Linked DNA regions of Arabidopsis thaliana: region 2 is linked to region 1. The links are chromatin contacts, called in public capture Hi-C maps. All regions are on one chromosome and are shown on one strand. Each heading gives the region's core, a stretch centred on a gene start, on an enhancer-like site or on the middle of the called end of the contact. The rest is flanking DNA. Distances are from core to core; before and after follow the strand shown. Region 1 holds the start of AT5G66310 (ATP binding microtubule motor family protein). Region 2 holds the start of DGL1 (dolichyl-diphosphooligosaccharide-protein glycosyltransferase 48kDa subunit family protein).

What was found. Capture Hi-C pulls out chosen DNA fragments and counts their contacts.
Region 2: a contact with region 1 is called in a capture Hi-C map of seedling, with 1.9 times the contacts expected there. The contact joins the promoter of DGL1 here to the promoter of AT5G66310 in region 1. A contact is called at or near these places in 1 of 26 Hi-C or Micro-C datasets (root) and 1 of 3 other capture datasets (seedling).

Annotation. Positions count from the first base shown.
Region 1 is chr5:26,489,383-26,493,249 of TAIR10.1, reverse strand. It overlaps AT5G66310 (ATP binding microtubule motor family protein), which reads left to right and starts at 1,529. Exons shown (of 15, transcript NM_001345755.1): 1 at 1,529-2,162; 2 at 2,397-2,536; 3 at 2,932-3,153; 4 at 3,245-3,334; 5 at 3,414-3,514; 6 at 3,596-3,709; 7 at 3,788-3,867. The coding sequence starts at 2,946.
Region 2 is chr5:26,619,309-26,623,079 of TAIR10.1, reverse strand. It overlaps DGL1 (dolichyl-diphosphooligosaccharide-protein glycosyltransferase 48kDa subunit family protein), which reads left to right and starts at 2,376. Exons shown (of 13, transcript NM_126066.4): 1 at 2,376-2,772; 2 at 2,863-2,999; 3 at 3,086-3,211; 4 at 3,367-3,420; 5 at 3,556-3,669. The coding sequence starts at 2,499.

The DNA of each region.
Region 1 (3,867 bases), core at 280-2,779:
CAGTATCTGTCAAATTCAAATGAACAGTAATAGTCTAATAGATAATGGTATCAACTTTCAAAATGGAATCATGTAGTCATATTAAGTACTTAACTATGATATTTAGAAATCAGTTCACTGTTTAAATGAACATTAGCACATTATTTTCTAAAAGTTTTTTTTTTTTTTTTAAGGTGGTATCTTTGTTATTCTGGTTGAGTTCTTTTATACTAAGGAGAAAAAATGGAGTAGAGACAAGCCAGTGTACCGAACTCGCCTAACTTGTTGACTTTAGAAGAATCGTACGACGTCAACGTGTTTTCGGCTTTTTCATTCCCAACGGCTTACTTTCGTTGGCACACCATAATGGGCCTTAGCACTAACCCATCAACGGAACTATCAATAATGGGAGGAGGTGCTTCTGTAGGCCAACTGTGTTTTTCTGGAACGGCTCAACGTTGTTGCTGTAAATGGCAGGGTAAAAAAAAGCCAACAAAAATAACTCCGTTACTTTTCTACTTTCTTTTGATTCACAAATTCGTTCCATGGACTTACCATTTTGTGCCATTTTCCCTCTTTGAACGGCACACTATTTCTTCCGTTTGTTTTGACTCTTTTGGGATGTGTGTTTTGCGATTCTCTAATTTCGTTTATAGAAAAAGGACCGAGTGGCTGGGTCTCATCTGTGATCTGTCGGTGTACTAAGGCCTATCTTGTGGGCTTAATTATTAAAATATGGGCTTTAATGAGAAGAGCCGACCCATTTGTGACGAGGCCCTAAGGTAGAAAAAAAAAGAGAGTAAAAGGAAGTAGAAGCGTTGACTTGTCCGCATCATCATGTGACATCTCATAATTGAGAGACTGTTAGGTTTTGTCCACATCCACATCATGTGCATGGCCCTCTAATTTATTACATGTCTATATCTCCCAAAGATCCACTTTGACGTTAATTTTGTAGTGTATATAGTGTACACTGTCACGGAATTATAGAACGATTTTTTCTTTTTTAAAAAGAATACCCATCATGTAATTAATAAATAATACAAATTATTGCATTGCTTTCAATATTAAACGATACAAAAAACACAAGTCTCTTCAATACTTCAACTACCGACCACGATATAGATTAGTATTCATGCATGAACCAACATCTGTATCCAATAAATCCTAACTTGAATTACCCTGGTTTAGACTCTTTTTGTCAAAACAATTGATAAAACAACGAGGCATTAAAAAAAAAAAAATTCAAGTAACTTTCTTAAACTAGTTTGGAAAAATGAAACCCGTCATTGTTACATTATAATGCAAATGTTAAAGTGGGCATCAAAGCTCTTCTTTATGTAAATGTACTTAGGGTGTAAGTAAGTAAAAGAGAAGTGCACATGCATTGCCTCAGCGATATAGCATTATTTAAAGGCACAAAAACGGAACACCCATGTGCTGTGTGTTTTCTGTTTTTCTTTTTAAATTTGTGTGTATAATTTTTTGTAAGAAATTATTAGTATTAATTATAAGGCTATAAATCCTTAACGATAGATAAATGAAAGGAAAAGTAATGTTAGTTGGTAGAAGAATCAAGAATGAATCATATTGCTTGCAAAAGCATATTACAAGTTTCATTGTGATTGTGATGTGCTACTAAGATCATCGATAGGTGATTAGGTCAAGTAGAAATGATGTAAATTGCCAATGAGTCGGTACAGGAAAACGATGAGCTAATTAATCTGAGGTAAATGTTTTGGAAAAACAAAAATATTTGGTTGGAAAAAGTTTGGGAATGTATTAAACAGATACAGCGAAAGGTTGAAAGATGCCTAGTTAATGGCAGATAGGGGTAAAAAGGTTGAAAGATGCCTAGTTAATGGCAGGTAGGTACAAAATAAATAATATGAGCTTTCTTTAGCGCGGCAGTTTCCAAGTCGGAGAAGGCTAATAATAATAAATGGAATGAGAGAGCAGAGGGAAGGAGGATTTTGCCAGATTGCAAAAATCTCACAACGATGACGGTGCAGAAAACGCCATTAACAACGATTACAAGAGCTGTTGTGCATTTCCGATTATTGAAAGGCTGATTTGTCCACGAAGAGAGAGAGAGATACTAGGAGAAATTCGTCGCTTCCCCTGGATCTCCTTCTTGGGGTTTATACTTTATAGGGCATCCGGAGCTACGCACGTCCTCTGAGGTATGAAATTTGTTTGAATGCCGGCTAATTTTACGCTTCCGGATGTGTAATCGTCGAATTTGAAGGTCCATTGTGAGTCATTGTCCCTTTTTTATAAATGATTATCGGCTATCCTCCTCTCCTCACCCAAGCTTAGAGGTTCATGCTATAGCAAATGCATGTCACAATTTCCAGATGATTCTGTTTTTTATTAAGGGGCTAAATGTAATTTGGATTGTTGTTGTTTGGAAGCAGGTAGGTAGGTGTCTTTGAAACAAGGACGAATAATTCACTGCACATGTGATTCCTTGAGAGAGCCAGATCGAACTTTCTACAGAAGAGGCTGTGATATATCATCTTCTTAAGTCCTCCCCTCTTCTTCTTCTTCTTCTAAGGTAATTATTCATTTCATTCATTAGTTTTTGTTTTGTTTTCTAGCAAATGCAATTATAATATTTATAGCCTCTTAATTAGGCAATTGTAATTTATGTAACAACACTTTGACAGACTGCTCTTATAGGGGACCAATTATCTCCATATAACTCCAATTCCTCTCCTCCTTATATCTTTTTTTATTATTTGAGCTTGTGTTTGTCTCTATCTCAGACACTTCTATGACTAAGGAATCTTGGTTTTCTGACTTTGCTTTGGAATTTGACTGGACTTTCCAGCTGCAATCATTGACTTGTTGATTACAATTATTCGTGTTTGTCTCTCATATTACAGACTTTGCCTCTATCTCTCTCTCTATATATATATAATGTTGTTGTCATTGTTTCCTTTGTGGTAGAGGTAGGGTAGAAGATGACTACAGAAGATGATGATCAGATGCTAGGACCAAGCGGCACCCAGGAAAAGATCTATGTTTCTGTTCGTATGCGACCTTTAAACGACAAGGAAAAGTTTAGGAATGATGTCCCTGACTGGGAGTGCATCAACAATACTACCATCATTTACAGGAGTCATCTTTCTATCTCCGAGCGTTCCATGTATCCTTCTGCTTACACATTTGGTAAGAGACATTCGTCTTTGTTTGTTTGTACCCTTTCTGCAACATAGCTCATCCTTCTTTCTATCTTACTGAGATTTTTCTCTGCCTCTAGACAGAGTGTTTAGCCCTGAGTGTTGTACAAGGCAGGTGTATGAACAAGGGGCAAAGGAAGTCGCTTTCTCTGTTGTCAGTGGCGTTAATGGTTTGTCATCCTTCCCTCTGCGTTACTACTCTTTCTCTCCCCTTGTCTTGCATATATAATTCAAATGCATTGTTTTCAGCTAGTGTATTCGCATATGGGCAAACAAGCAGTGGAAAGACGTACACTATGAGCGGAATTACTGACTGCGCCTTGGTTGATATATATGGCTACATTGACAAGGTAAAGAAAGCAAACATTATCCTTATATCTTACTACTTTACTTCCGAGCCCATTATGTAGTTGTGTATTTGCTTTCTGCAGCACAAGGAAAGAGAATTCATTCTTAAGTTCTCTGCTATGGAGATCTACAATGAGTCTGTAAGAGATCTCTTAAGTACAGATACTAGTCCACTCAGACTTTTAGATGACCCTGAGGTAAATATGATACTTTCTTTTATTTTGTAGAACTGATCTTTTTGCAATTTCTCATGCTGGGCTTTTTCTTTTTGACAGAAAGGGACAGTTGTTGAGAAACTCACAGAGGAAACTCTGCGAGACTGGAATCATTTCAAGGAGCTCCTATCTGTCTGCAA
Region 2 (3,771 bases), core at 1,127-3,626, 130 kb before region 1:
ATAGCCCATGTATTATTAGATCACCACACAACCATTTCTTTTTTTTACAAACCTAACCCTACTTTCTTCATCAACCATGGATTATCGTTTGTTTGATTGCTGGTAACCAATTGGTCACATTTTCTAATCCCATATATCACGACTCACGTTGGTAACTATTCCATCACATGGCTTTACGACCACCAATGAAAATATTGAGATTCACGAAAATTATTGTTTTTTTTTACTTATCATTTTTGTCAGGTGAACATACAGAGCTTTAAACGTTAAACTTATAATAGCGGTTATAAGAAAATACAAATCAAAATTATAAAATGCAAGATCACTATAAAATGCCAAACGGATGCCGTGGCTTCTGTCTTTTGGGTGCCATAAAATTTGATTCATTCAAAGAACATTATTCTAAATAATGGCGGTCACTCCGGTCAGAGAAAATAATCAGTTAATAGTAAATCAAAATTGGATGTTTGTTGTTGAAAATTCCGCTTATTATGATATGGTCTTATGACTAAATTTTCTTGATATTACGTAATATATTCTTCCTGCTCTCTAATAAAACAAAATATATAATTAAATTTCATAATAGAGGAAATGATTGAATTTTATTTATGGTTCTATGGAAGGAAATCATCAAATTAATCAAAAAATAAAATTAGATTTGAAACTTAACTAGCTCTATTTAGTTTTTTTATATACAATGTTTTGTAACCAAATTTCTTATCACGCTATCTCCGTAGTTACGTAACATTAATCCCGTGATTCTAATGAGACAAATATATTTAACTTGTTATATGGTAAGTCAAGGCTGGAACGAAGAAAGTCGATCTCCGTCTTACGTGATACGATCTTAATCTTGTTCTGACTTCGTATTTGATAATGTATTATATGAACTGTTTTTTATCTTCTTCTTTTTTACCAATTAAAGTGAATAATTGATATTACTATTAGAATATTTAATTGGCGCGACAAGTTAAATAAACTCATCACATGTCACAATGTTACGTGGTCCAATCATTCTCTCACCTGCCACAATGATAATTTCATATTATATATGTAATGCATAAGATTGAATAATTGATGTTACTTGCCATCTAGATAGGTAAATATTGGGTCCGAGTTTAGGTTTGGAGGAAAAACGAAGAATTGAAAACCAAATGATAGTGGTTTAGTGGTCACTATTTCAAGAAGAATTGTCATGTATAAGTAGGAGGTCGATTTACTCTAACAGCGAAATTTACTAAATTATTTCATATGTATAGTCGAAATGGTGTATTGTTTTAGGCTCATTAGAAAATTCGATGAATGAACTATTCGACAATTATACTGATTTTAAAAAGATTAGTCGGATGAACTTTTATGAAGTGGAATTGTGAATAGAAAAATAAAAAGTAAAAAAATATATATAGTAAAAGAGTGGAAATATTGTTGTACTTTCCTCCACCACTAAAGGAACTGAATAAATAACTATTTTTATTCGTTTTTCATTTTGATTGGTGATTTTTTAGTAAGTTATAAGAATAATTTTGTTTTTCTTTGTTTAGTTCTAGGCTTCTAGCTAACAAAAGCTTCCAGTGAAATCCATTATTTGCGGTCCCAAGTATCTCTCAAAAGTCATGGCCATCTACACCAACGGCTCATACAGAGCAAACTCCTCATATAATAAACACTGATGATGCAACTCCTCATGTTCGCTCACGCTCCACTATAAATGTTGTTTATTGCAAGAAATAAAATTATGATTCTGCCACTGATGTTTTTTAGTGGTTAAGCATCAATATTGGTGATCACCGCTTGATCAACAATTGCCAAAACATATTCAGCGACCACAATGACGTTCAAAGAATTTGGTTGAATATTAGCGGTAAAATTAATTCTCTTATTTCATTGGTCAAATACTTAACCACCAAAATAATAACGGTTATTTTTGGCGACCATCACTAATTATCGTAGTGGTTATGTGGTAATTGAATTAACATTTGATATCCAATAAATTTGGCTACCGATTTAGTCATCAAAACTGTCATATTTGTCTAACTATTGTTAAAATATACAATATATTTTTTTATTTTTTTACTAATTTTAAAACAAAAGTTATACTCCAACTAAATAAAATATAACCGTTTTTTAAATAATTTTAATAAATGGAAAAAAGAAATACAACAAAAATAAAATTTGTTCAACGATTGATGAAAACTGGGCAAATCAAAGCATCTGCCATCTGGTCTGGTGGTTGGTGAAACCCAACCCACTTCAATGCCAAAATAAAAAGTCTTATGTAAGCCCATTAATTTAAAGCCTACTAAAGGATTTGATTATATATTTCGGCCCATTTTCAATATTTCGAGCAGTACGAAAACGCCGTCGTTTGAGAGTACGTGATCGTCAACGCCTGGGTCCGTTCTACGATCGACCATCGCCGAGTCTGCTTCTTCTTCTCTCTCTCTCTCTCTAGTGGTCACACTCACTTCACACCCGTGAAAAAACCCTAGGAACCAAATATGGTGAACCTCTCGAGATCCGTCGCGTTGATCTCTGTATTCCTCCTTCCTTTACTTAGCTTCTCTTTCTCCGTCGATAATCCGACGGATCGGCGTGTTCTTGTTCTTCTCGATGATTTATCACTCAAATCCTCTCATTCTATCTTCTTCAACACTCTCAAGTCTCGTGGATTCGATCTCGATTTCAAGTTAGCTGAAGATTCGAAGCTTGCGCTTCAACGATACGGCCAGTACTTGTACGATGGGTTGATCATCTTCGCCCCATCAACAGAACGTAAGATCTCCGATCTCTGAGCTCCCTGTTCGATAATTTTGTCTATATTTTGGAAATCGATTTGGTCATTTGTCATTTCGTTGTGTATAGGGTTTGGAGGATCCTTGGATTCGAAATCCATTGCTGATTTTGTTGATTCCGGTCGTGACTTGATCTTATCGGCGGATACTGCTGCATCTGATTTGATTAGGGGTATTGCCACAGAGTGTGGGGTTGATTTCGATGAGGTTGGTATTCTCATAATGTGGAATTACCTCTTTGTTGGAACAAATTGCGACTTAGGATTTTGATTTATAGCCATTTGTTTCCTTAGGATTCTTCAGCTATGGTTATTGATCATACTAGCTTCTCCGTCTCTGATGTTGACGGCGACCACACCTTGATTGCTGCCGACGATTTAGTGAAATCCGATGTCATTTTGGGAAAAACCAAGATTGAGGTAACTTCCATGCTTTCTAGCTGAGTTATATGACTTATATTCACAAGTGCTTCTTCTATGGTTTTGGATTTAAGATAATGTATGAAATCTCGGGTGTTGGGGGTTTTTTGAGTGACACTTTAAGTTCATTTTGTGTTCGTGTTTATGATTTACAGGCTCCCGTGCTCTTCAGAGGAGTTGCACATTCGTTGAACCCTACTAACAATCTGGTAAGTCGAACATCATACTCTTTTCTTGCATTGAGTAGATGACTATAAGTACAAGATTAATGTTTCATATGAATAACTATACATTGATCTGGGAATTAACTTTTTGCTAATCTATACCTCATGCTCCATTCCTAGGTTTTGAAAGTTCTTTCAGCCTCTCCATCAGCTTATTCTGCTAACCCAAGCTCGAAGTTGTCTAGTCCCCCCCAGCTCACTGGGTCTTCAATTTCGCTAGTCTCGGTCATGCAGGTCTGTCTCTCTTCTGTAACTAGCTATATATGCCCCTGGATAATTCGATATTTCTTTGATGTCTGAACTATTATGTTTTTGTCTGCACTTAGCTCTCCACTT